2 separate regions of the Sus scrofa genome follow, and region 2 is linked to region 1. The links are chromatin contacts, called in public Hi-C maps. All regions are on one chromosome and are shown on one strand. Each heading gives the region's core, a stretch centred on a gene start, on an enhancer-like site or on the middle of the called end of the contact. The rest is flanking DNA. Distances are from core to core; before and after follow the strand shown. Region 1 holds the start of DEXI (dexamethasone-induced protein). Region 2 holds the start of EMP2 (epithelial membrane protein 2).

Region 1 (6,009 bases), core at 1,083-3,582:
GCCCTGAGCGCAGAGCCCTTAGCTCTTAACTACCACACAGCTTTTCTCGGGCGCCTCTCTCAGCCCTCCGCCTCCGCTCTCACACTTCCCAGCGCCCCCGGCCCAGGGCTATGCGCCCCCAACCCCACGTCCAGCCCCGCGGCCTCCCCCCTCTGCCCCAATACACTCACTTGAGGTGGTCCAAGGAGTGGATATTGCGGGAAGACTTGCCATGGCCCCCGCCCACCCAGCTCCGCGAGCGGCCAAACATGTCGGCGGCCCTGGCCCGTTGCTTGCTTCACGGTCTCATGCCCGAGCGGCTGAGCGGCTGGACGCCTGCTGCGGCGGCAGAAACGGAGGAGGTAACGAAGGGGGTGGCGGGGACACCACCAACCACCTTCCTATCCGGCCCACAGCCCCGCACTGACATTCAGCCGGAACCGGCCGTTCGACCGCCGCGCTTTACGGCCGCCGCCACGAGGAGAGCTGGGAAATGCAGTTCACCCTCGACGCCCCTGCTGCCAGGACTCTACGTACGAACTACAAGGCCCAGCGTGCATCACGCAACTGCGGGCCAGCGGCCTCGGAAAAGAGGCGGAGCGAGACGGGGGTAGTCCGCAGTATTGCTTGGATGGGCGGGAACGGGAAAGCTATGGGCGAAGCCCTAAGAAATGAGTCCGTGAAGATGCGTGAATAAAAGTTACCACAATATTAATAATTATTAGCTTTATGATAAGAATAAGAATACCTGTTGCTTGGCGTACTATGTGCCACTGCCCTAAGCGGCTTACATATATTGTCATTTAATTCTCTTAAAAACCCTCTGAGGTGAGTACTATTATCTCTGTTTTTAGCAGAAGGAAACTGAATCACAGAAGGGTTGACTTGTCCAAGGTCATAACAGTTATTAAGGGGCAGAACCAGGGTTCAAACCCAGGCACCCTGGTTTTTATCCCCCATGAACAAAACTGCACCAAATTGGTAACAGTCTGAATTATCCTCACAACTTTTCTTTTTCTACTAAAATTAAAAAATAAATATTGAAAGGCCTTCAAGCAACAATGTACCAAAATTGAACGTCCTGTACTTTCAGAGTTCTCTGGTCTTCACCCAAAATCCATACCATTTCCAAAACAACCACGTTTTTAAAAATAAGGAAATACCCAGCTTCCTACACCAGCCAAGATGTATCTACATTTCTCTTCTGGATTAGGAGGGAGAAATTTTGTGGAGGCAATTTTTTTCCTATGTATTCATTTCTACACCTCATAGTTATCAAAGGTCTACTGTGTCGCTTAGGACAGAATTGGACTAAGAAGCCAATGTTCTCCCCAATGCCTAGCACAAAGTTTGGCACATAATAGGTGTTCAACAAGTGTTGGCAGAGTGAATAAATGAATGACAGTTTGTTTCATTTTCACCAGTTGGAGGATTAATGGTTTGCTCTGCAGTTCACCTAAAGGAGCAAGAGACAGTCATGGAGAAAATAGGGCAGGTTCTGTCCTCCAAACACCCACAGGCCCAGAAGCTTCCAGAGTCCTTCTGTTTCTCAGTTTTCTCGTCTGTAGAAAGGGATGACATACTACACTTCCCCATCTGGCTGCAATTAAGCAATGCATGTAAAGCACCCAGCTCAGTGTGGCCTGCTTAACTGCTTTGGAGGGTGCTTTGGGCAAGATCAGTTGCTTGGTGGATGTACAGGTGTTGCCCCTGAGGAGGGGAATCAGAGGGAAATTACTTTTCTGTGTATTTCTTGGTTAAAACCACGTGCATTATTACTGCTTTAAAACAAGTTTCTCAAAGTAAAAACAAGAAGCAATTCTCCTGCTGCAGACCTGACCTGCCTTATTACGCAGATTCCCCCCACTCCCATCCCGCCCCGTACCGCGGGGCTGGACCTTCCAGCAGCCAGAATTTGGAGAGATGAAGGGGACTGGTCGATCTTCCCCACCGAGGACAATTTGCCACTTCAGGGAAATCCAAAATTTTCACTGGTAAGGTCCACCGCCCCGACCCTGCCTCTTTTTTCAACTGGTAAATTGACTCCCAAAAAGGCTTGGCGCCAATACTCAAATCCAGCAGGTGCTAATGAAACCAAGGTTTCCCTCAGTTTTGGTAGCCTTAGGATACGTCTAGGTTTGAAATGTGTTCTAACTCTTTCCCTTCCCCCTACTCCGTCGCGGATTCACTGAGAAAATTGTATTCCAGATCTGCTCTGAGTCCGGAACTAGGAAAGAAACTCAGCAGCCAGCACCTCGAGGGGCGGAGCGCGGAGGTACCCGCCCATCTGACGGCTCGGGCCAATCAGTGTTGGCTTTGAGGTTACCAATCAGCGCAGGCTGGGGCGGCGGGCCAATCAGCGCGGGGCTGCTCCGGAGGCGGTGCTCGGAATGCGACCAGGAGAGCGACGCGGCGGCCGCAGCTATGGGCGCTGGGCCTTCGGGGGCGCGGAGAGGGCTCGAGGAACGGCTGGGCGCGGCTGAAGAGACCGCCGCCGGGACTGGCCCTTGAGATGACCCGCGGCGAGGGTCCCCGCAGGCGCTGCGAGGGCCCGTGAGCGCGAGCGGGACACATCGGAGGAGCCGGGCAGCCGCCGGCTACTTCAGGGGGATCCGCCTGACCGCTGGGCAGATCTACAGGGCCGTGTGGGCACCTCTGGGGGTGGGGTGACCCGCCTGGCACGTTTCGGGGGCCCGGGTGCGTCTGCAGGGGCCAACGCACATCCCCCGGGGCACCGCCGGGGCCCAGCGCCGCCTCGGCCAGCCCCGGGGCGGCCCTGGATGGCTGAGCTGCCCGCTCGCCGGCTGGCCGGGCGCCGCAGCGGCTGAGCTCGCTGAGATCGCCGGGCTGCTGCCGCCCTCGCCGCCCCCTGCATGCCCGGCGCCCGGGTCGCGGCCCACCTGGACGCGCTGGGCCCCCTGGTCCCCTCCGTGCCGCCGCCGCTGCTACCCTCTATGTTCTACGTGGGCCTTTTTTTCGTCAATGTGCTGATCCTATACTACGCCTTTCTCATGGAGTACATCGTCCTTAACGTGGGCCTAGTCTTCCTGCCCGAGGACATGGACCAGGCGCTCGTGGACCTCGGCGTGCTCTCTGACCCCGGCTCGGGCCTCTACGATGCCGATTCGGAGCTCGACGTCTTCGATGGTTACTTGGAGTAGGCTTGGCTGCTGTCCCCCGCTCCCCCTACGACCCGCAACCCTCGACCTGGACCAGCGCCTAGATCATGCTGCCGCTGCTGGTTGAGGGCACCGTCAGGCCAGGGATGGGACCCCCAGGACGAGGCCCTCTCCGGCCTCCAAGGCCTGTAAGTGCCCTCTCTGCGCAGGATGAGGGCGGGTTGGGGCGCTGGCTAGGAAGAGGGAGGCATCCCAAGCCGGACACACAACCCTACCCCAGACTTTTGATTCCTCCATCCACTTCCCCTAGGTCTGTTTGGATGCCAGGAATGGCTGGACTCTTTTGAGACTCTTAGGGCAGGAAAGCTTCCCCTTAGCAAGGCTTACAGCTGGTGAAGAAGGGAAGGGAGGCAGGACCTAAGTGGCATCTTGGTTAGCCATAGTACCAAGTGCCAAAACTTGTGGGAAAAGCCTTTGCACCCAAATCCATTTAAGGCAGACCTGTCAACTCCTCCCCCCATCCTTAACCTGTCTTGATGGTGACCTTGGCTTTGGGGGAATTCCCACTAGTCCTGGAAGGATAAAGACTTGCAGTGTTAAAAGAGGTAGGAAGCCAGGCCCTGATCACCTTTGTCCTGTGGCCCCTTGGAGGACTGGCCGGGGACTGAGAGCAAGGGCTCCCGGCTGACACTGAGAGGAAAAACCTGCTTCAGCAAAGGACGTTGTACTTCCTTTGGTCTTGGCTTGGCTGCTGTTTTGGAGTCAGGTTTCAGGGTGCCCCGCTCATCAGTTCCGTTCTGCAGCTCAAATCTGCAGGGGCTGTCAGTTTCGCAAGCTGCTTTCACAGACCAGGCAAGCTGGGGGTTGGTGCTGGCGTGGCCTTGCCTGCAGTGTTTGCAAGGCCTCAAGGGGCTCTTTGGCCAGCAGGCAAAGGGACCATGGGATCATTGCCCTGAGGCGTTAAAGTCCTGCCTCTAGGCCGCCAGCTGGAAACTGTGTCCAGCCCCACCTTGTGTGCTAGTAGGAGGGAAATGAAGATCCAGGAAGGGGGAAGACTTGGCCAAAGTCCTAGCAAGGAGGAGGGGCAGCTGGACTAGATGAGAGAGGACTGGTGAGGGTTCACTGGGCACCCAGGAATTCCTTGACTGAGCCCCTCAGCTGGACGATGCTAGGCACTGAGTGGCTCCACTGAGTGGCAGTGGAGCAGGGATACTGAAGCGGTGGGCAGGGGCTTCTTACGGAAAATTGATGCTAGTGCCATTCACCCAAGCACGCTGTTTACCTCCTCCTCTGTTGCTTGTCTTAGCCAAGATGACCAGTCAAGATGATACAAGGTGGGCAGCAGTGCTGGGGGCAGGGTCTTCCCTGAGGGGCTGACAGTGAGATTTCTTTGAAGAAAACTTCATTTGAGCTTAGTGAGACCTTGGCTAGAGCCAAATACCAGGTGGAGTGTGTCAGCTGTTCTGCACACCAACCCAGTCCGCCTGCCTCCCTGCCTGCCTTCCATCCATCCATCCATCAATTTGTTTTTTTATTGAACAAATGTTTACTGAGTACCTAATGTGTGTGGTGGGTGAACAGTGAACAAGACAGACTCAGCCCTGGCCCTCCTGGCACTTGGTAAGAAAGGCAAGCGGGTTCCCAAACAAAACAGTCAGATTTTTTGAGCTATAAAACCATGTAAGAGAAGCATAGGGTCCCCTGTTGTGTTCACTGCTATTTCCTCAGCATGGGAATACATCACCTGGCATCCCAATAGGTGCTCAATAAATGCCTGGGTTAAGTGAAACAGAACACTAGAGATGGGCTGCTTCAGACAGGGGTGTTTCAGAGAAGGCCCCTCTGCGGAGATGATACTTTTGAGCTAAGCCCTAACTTGATGGAGCCACATGTGAAGATCTGGAGAAAAGCAGTCCAGGGAGAGGGACCCACTAGTGCCAAGAGTTGGTTCTTCCAGCAACCGAAAGGAGGCAAGTGAGACTGGAGGGCAGCCAGGGGATAGGGCAGTGGGCTGGGTGGGGCCAGATCACGCAGGACCTGGGAGGCCACGGCCGCGAACAGTGGGAAGCCATCATCACAGGGTTTTAGGCAGGGGACGACATGATTCCAATTTACGTTTTTGCAAAGATGACTGTCAGTTGTGGGCAGGATGAGCCATAGGGGCAAATGTGGAAACGGGGAGCTGTTGAGCCGCTCAGGTCAGAGGTGATGGAGGCCTAGATGCAGCGAAGGTAGTGAAGATGGAGAAACACAGGCTGACTGAGAACGCCTGGAGGTAGAACCTATGGAATCCTTTCAGAACCTGTACTGAGTATGGATCGTGTACCACACCTGGTTCTAGGCCGTTTGCCTAGCCACTTATTGGGTCATTCCACAAACGTTAGCCCTGCCTGCTCTTCTGCCAGGCGCTCTGCCAGGCACAGAGGATCCCCAGAAGTATCCCTGCCCCCCAAGCTGAGCTCTTGACTTTTAGTCAGTGTAACTTGGTGAAGAATGTCTTATTTTATCTCTTCACCACATCAACAGAAACACTTCCCCTTCCAGATGAAAACACTGGCTTCCTCTGAACCGAAAACTGCAGCCCAAACACTTCCCTGTGCTTTACAGCAGACACCGTTTGATTGGGAACACCCGGAAGTGTGTCTCAGGGACACCGCTTGCAAAGCTTTCAGAGTGACAGGGCCTGGCCCTGGAAGGTGGCGAGGCCTGGGGCTGCGGGAAGCACAGGTGCCTAGAGAGGTGGGCGGGGGCATGCGCAGCCTTGCTTCTTGCCTGCCCCCCCCAAAGTCCAAGCCAAGGAGGCCTCAGCCCCAAGGACTGGGGAGGCCCAGGCCTGGGTGGGGGAGGGGCGGCTAGCAGCAGGAACCGCCTGTGAGATAAACTAAAAAGATGCTCAGTCTATACCGCCTCT
Region 2 (6,009 bases), core at 2,135-4,634, 290 kb after region 1:
ACAGTTTCTTTTAGAGCGCCATCTTTTTTGACCAGAACCCACATATTCTTCTCCATCAGCTCTTCTGCTACAACTCCATGTTCTACTGGATTGTGTTGAGGTGATGGATCAGATTAGCCTCCTAGGCATGGACACCCCAAGTCATTCCTTCTGAGAACTGAAAAGAGTCAATAGGAACAGGTTATAAGAAACTGGAAGAACCTTAAAACGTTCAAGCTAGAAAGGACACACAAGAGATGACTGATTTCTCAAATATATTTGCTCCCCAACCCAGAGCCAACCATCACCACCTCCCAGCCTTCTCCATCATGCCTTCAAGATGCTGTATGTACAGTTCTCTTTCTCCATATGAGATGATCCTTTTATCAACTAGCTACAGCTGTGAAATAGACAGCCCTGATGCCTCAGTGATGTGCAACAGTGGACATCATTTCTCATTCACGTGTCTGAAGCTTGGCTGGAACAGCTCTGCGTCCCAGATGGAAGTTCTGTGGGTCATGTAGGAAAGCTCTGCTTCCATATCTTTCATTTTTCTGGAGCCAATGGGCCACCGGGGGTATATTCTGCATATGCACATGGCAAAAGCGCAGGAGGGCAAGCCCTATCGCCCAAGCACATTCCCAGCCTTTGCGTGTGTCAAGTCTGCAAACCTCTCATTGGTCAAAACCAGTCACATGGCTTAGCTCGAGGCTGAGACGGGAAGAATGCTCTCCTTGCCAGGAGGCTAGAGCTGCAGTGTGGATATACCCTACTGCATAGTGGGCTGAAGAACTGGGACCCAGAACTCAATCGAACACACTCTTACTTTTTGCCCACACCATGTTGAGATTTCAAACCATTAATGAAATACTTGGAGCAGGGATAGAGTGGGTGTGAGGCAGGTTTCTGTCTCCAATCTTCCTGGAGAGACAGGCACATATTTAAAGAGAGAAAACTAGAGATGCAAGTGGCAGGTGGATTGCACAGGTAGGTGGGGCTCTGAAGAAGCCTGGGAAGCAGGTGAGAAATGCAATCGATCATTCCTTTCTCTGAGTCCTAGAGAGGCATCTTTGCTGTCTGGCCAGGTGCTTCCCTGTGTGGGCCACGCCCCACCAGCAGGTGCGTGGGAGGGGATTTTAGGAGGACGCACGGAGTGAGAACAGAATTCCCTTTTCCAATGATCTTGCAATAGTTCTGACTACAAGAAGGAGACTTTCTCCTTCTATGCTAGCGTGACCCTAACACTTGCTGAACTCCTTTTTCAATAGACACTAAACCTCAGGTTCATGGACTCTTTCATGCAATAGTATCTAGTTAGAAAGTACTAACACTGTTTTCTTTGGGCAGTGTTTATATTTCAAGTTTGTCTTCTATTTTTGGTGGTTGGCATTGGTTTCCTGTTTATCACGATGATATAGAGCTTCCTTTTAAAAAACAAATATAGTTAAAAAACAGAGTTGACTTAAAGAAAAATATTAAGTGTATACTAGTTCAGGTGGCCTGTGGATATGATAAAAATCATGGCTGGACCCTGGTTAACATTTTGCAAAGTGCAATGTAATGGGAAGAGGTGAGCCAGGTTCAAATCCAAGCTCCCACCCAAATAGGGACTTTGGGCAAGTTATTGAAGTAGCTTCTCTGAGCCTCAGTTTCTTCATGGGCTGCTGGGTCACACAGATGGCAGGGCTTGTAAAGTAACTGGCACAGAGTGAGGGCTCAGCAAAGGGAAGAAACCCACCTGCTGCAGGTGTCCATTCTGCCAGAGCCTTCTGGGCGTTCTCAGGTGGCCATGGGACAGGCAAGCATCCCCATCCCTGCTGGTGACTGGGCCCTGTATGGCCTCCTCTGTGGCAGCCAGACCCCACTGTCCTCCCCTTTTACGTGGGGCCTCAGCTCAAAATGAACACCTTTCTGCCCCCTCTCTTGCTTGGGAAATGAAAGTCTTGACTAGCCATAGAATATCAGAATTTAAAAAGATGTGGCAGATCAGACACTAGAGCAGCTGAGGGACCTCAAGACTTGGGTCTTGGGGTAGCCCTTTGCAAGGGGCCCCAGATCTCCCTCAGATCTCTAATTTAGACCCAAGGAGGCTCTCTCTTTGCAGAACTCTGCAACAAGATTGAAAAATGTCTGGAGCATTGCCGTCATAGCTCAGCAATAACGACCTTAACTAGTATCTATGAGGATGCCAGTTCAATCCCTGGCCTCACTCAGTGGGTTAAAGATCCGGTGTTGCTGTGAGCTGCAGAGTAGGTCGAAGACACAGCTGGGATATGGCGTTGCTGTGGCTGTGGTGTAGGACGGCTAGCCTGGGAATTTCCATGTGCTGCAGGTGCATCCCTAAAAAGACAAAAAAAAGACAAAAAAAAAAAAAAAAAGAGAGAGAGAGAGACTGGGCATCAGAAAATTTAAGCATGGCTTCTCAGCTAGACCAGCTACTGCACAATAAGTTAGCATTTCTTGAGAGGATTTCTGATTCTTTTGTTAGTGGCACAAGTCCATTGCCTTATATTTTGGGGTGGGTGCAAATAACATTAACATGTTAAATTAAAAGCTTTAAAATATACTGTAATATGCTGTGGTCCTGGTTTGGAATTTCTTCCCTTTTTCAATACAGTAAATTCTCCTCTTCCTGCACACCCCACCGCTGAGGCTCAGGCCCCTCTGGCTTTTTCCTGTAGCCTGCAAGAGCCTCCAGCCCAGAGGAACCCTCTCAGTTTCTAAATGGGGACACTGGGGGCTGGAGAGCAAGACTTGGGGTGGTTTGTCTTTTGATGTTATTTCCAGGGACAATAAATTCCAGGGTCGTGGTTTCAAAAGATACGGCTGGTGTTTTGTGTGCGGGTGTGCCTGGGCGGGGGGCATGGGCTGGGCAGACTCTGGTGGAGTCCTAATGGATCCCTGGTTGCCTGGCCACCTCCCACCAAGGCCAGGGACTCTATGTCAAATAGGAAAAATAACCACAGCTGAGGCTGATCGAGCACTTACTATGTACCAGGCACTGCGCGCCTATGACCCTTGCAGGAAATCAGTCCTATCGTGACTCCCATTTCCAGAGGGGAAACTGAGGTAGGAAAGATTAAGCAGAAGATCCCTAAGTAATGAAAAGTGCTAGGGAAGGGGTTCTAAAGTAAGGATTCCAGAACCCTGGTCCTTAACCCTTACCCTGAGAGAAGAGAACTGGGGAGAAGATGCGAAGGAGAAGGGGAAGCTGGAAACTTCCAGAGTGGGCGCAGCGCAGAGAGCCTTCCAGCTCGGAGGAAGCTCGAAGGAAGGCGGGCTGGGGCTGGGGTCGCTCCCCGGGCTCCGGCCTTTCTCTCCAGCGGCCCCCACCCGCCTCCCGTGGTTCCTCCCACTCCGCTTCCCCGCTCCTGACATCACACCCCGGGAGGCGGGATCGGGAAGGAGGGGGGACGTGGGGAGGAGGCTCGGCGCCACCGAGAGGGAGGAGGGAGGGCGCGCAGTCCCAGCCCAGAGCTTCAAAACAGCCCGGCGGCCTCGCCTCGCGCCCCAGCCGGTCGGTCCGTCCAGCCGCCAGCGCCCGGTGAGTCGGGGTCGCGCCCGGGAGCCGCGCGCAGGTCTGGGAGCTCGGGGCAGGGAGCGCCGGGGCAGCGGGGACGCGAGCGGCCCCTGCACCTACCGGACCCAGGGAGGTGCCTGCAATTGGTAGCGGGCAGGGAGGGGCCGAGGCCCATGGGGCCGAAAAGCCCCTGTCCCTCGGCCAGACTGCGAGGGCGCAGACGTCCCGCCTGCGTCGAGTTCGCTCGGGACCTGGAATTCCACCTCCCCACCCCCGGACTGCTTCCTTCGCCTCTTGCGCCGAGGCGGGCGGGAAAAGTTTGGGGAGGAGTCAGGGCGACTCCCCTCGGTCCCGCCAACTCCACTCCCAGGGCTCTCGGAGTCCAGGCCAGCCCCCCTCTCGTTGCGTGAAGGCCCCTGGCGTCTTGGCGCACGGCCCTCCGCCTCGCCCAGCGCGCGGGACAGGCTGCGCCCGGGCCGGGTCCGTGGGTCCCGTCTCGGCCCCCGCGGCGGCGGCGGCGGCGGCTCCGTGGCGCCCCCTAGCGGCGAGGAGCAACGGCTGTGGGTCTGGGGCGGTGGGGGAGCTGGTGGCACCGCTTGGGTGATCCCCTCTCCACTCTGGTTGGGCTTCGCGGGCTTTGAGAGCGCCATCCATGGGTCCAGAGAACGGGGAGGCTAGTGCTCGTGATAGAAGGACTCTATATTCTCCCCAAATCCAGGGTCCTGAATGCACCCCGGGGAGGGCCTAATTTGGGGCTGGTGTGGGAACTTCCTAGGTGGAGATTAGTTGGGGGCACCTGTGCCCGAGGGAGACCCCCGCAGCGCAAAGCTCTCCCTCTAAGCCACAGAGCTCATCTCTTCCTTCGGAACAAGAATGACAGTCCAGCTTCAGATTTGGGAAAGGGGGCAGTGTCCCTCCCAAGCTCCAAAGCTGTGATGTGGGGTGGAGCGACCTTGTACCCTTGCTGTGTCTAAAATGCAGTGACAAGCCTAAAGAGTGACAGGCAGAAAGTAATAAGGTAAGGGGCCCAGAGAGGGTCTTAAGAAGCCAGTGGCCCAAATACTGTATGATTTCCTGATAAGAGGCACCTGGAATAGGACCCCTCCCAGCGCTGGAAAGGAGGATTGTGGGGCAGAGAGATGGGGGGTTTTGCTTAATAGGTACAGAGTCTTTGTTGGGGAGGATGGAAATTTGGGGTGTAGGTAGTGGCATTGGTTACACGATATTGTAGATGTATTCAGATGCCACTGAATTCTACACTTACAAGTGGTGAAAATGATCAGAATTATGCTTTGTATATTTTACCATAATTAAACCACGAGAGTCTCCAGCCACCTCTATGCTTCAGGCCGAAGGGGTTGGATGTCCCAGAGGCCGCTCCCTGTCACTGGCCACCACTCCCTGGAATCTGGCCTCAGCATAAGGAAGTGGAAGGAAGGGACGGGAGCTGGGTTTCCCCAGGAGTTGGGAAGGGACAAGAAAGTGAACCGAGAGCTGCTGGAGCCTCTGCTGGGCGCTGCACCTGGCAGCCCCCCACAGCATTAGTCGTTCCATCCCCACTCCGGGCTGCAGGTGGGCAAAACCAGGCCAGTGAACCTAAGTCAGTGTCTCAGGGCCCTTGAGCCAGGAAGTTCCAAGAGCCAGATTTGAACTTCCATTTGCATCTCCCCAAGCCCTCCCCTTTTTTCCACCCAGAGGTGCCTCAGTGGGTGTTTGCGGAGTGGAGGGGGGATCCTTCTGGGGAAATCAGGGCCCAGATGCCCATGGGGGCTTTGGCAGATGCCAGGCTCACAGCAGAGGAAGGGACATGGGGGTGGCAGGAGAATGCAGACCTGTTTTCCCACCGAGGGTTATGGGATCCGCCGCTTCAGGCCTGGAGCCACGTCTGTCCGTCCCTCCAGTGGGGAGACTGAGATGCACCTGAATCTGGGGACTGGTGTTTGTGTTGGAAGCCACGGAGGTGGCCCTCGGGACTGGTGAGGGCAGGGCCAGCGGGAGGGGAGGCTCAGGGCTGGCACTGCTGGGCCCCACCCAGGGGGAGGGGCTGCGCCCTCTTCGGGCTTCCTGGCCCTCAGCTCTTGAGGAGCGACAGGGTCCCTTGCATCTAATAGTAAACATAGGGCACAACCGTTCTGTCCTGGCCTTCGTCCCCCTACACACACAAGTGGTTTCTCGGGCCCTTTGTTTCTGGAACATGAGTGTGTCCCCTAGATTTCTTCTCTGCCTCGTGCATCATGTCTTCAGGGCAAAAGCTAAAAACCACATGTCTGTGCGCACAGACGCAATTTTCCAGCAACAAGTGATTCACAGGGAGGCTCAACTGGCCAAATTGTCACCCCAGGCCCACACTGACTCCCCTGCCCTCTGCGACCTTCCTGGTGGATGCCCGGGGGCGGGGGGTGGGGGTGGTGGTGTCACCGCTGGGCCTGGCTCTTTGTCATAGTAAACTCTGCCGCCAGACATGACCGGGAAGGGAAGTCTGTCGAGACAAAAATACATGAATGCCTTTC

Evidence for each region. Hi-C and Micro-C count contacts between places; a contact is called where the count stands out from the background.
Region 2: a contact with region 1 is called in a Hi-C map of skeletal muscle, with 3 times the contacts expected there. The contact joins the promoter of EMP2 here to the promoter of DEXI in region 1. A contact is called at or near these places in 1 of 5 promoter capture datasets (liver), 4 of 47 Hi-C or Micro-C datasets (embryonic fibroblasts, heart right ventricle, psoas muscle and 1 more) and 1 of 2 datasets of contacts at active chromatin or transcription factors (skeletal muscle).

Annotation. Positions count from the first base shown.
Region 1 is chr3:32,157,890-32,163,898 of Sscrofa11.1, forward strand. DEXI (dexamethasone-induced protein) reads left to right here and starts at 2,333. Exons shown (of 2, transcript XM_003124598.4): 1 at 2,333-3,286. The coding sequence starts at 2,853. The coding sequence ends at 3,140. CLEC16A (protein CLEC16A) reads right to left here and starts at 454. Exons shown (of 25, transcript XM_021086617.1): 1 at 171-454. The coding sequence starts at 250.
Region 2 is chr3:32,447,118-32,453,126 of Sscrofa11.1, forward strand. EMP2 (epithelial membrane protein 2) reads left to right here and starts at 3,385. Exons shown (of 5, transcript XM_021086642.1): 1 at 3,385-3,523.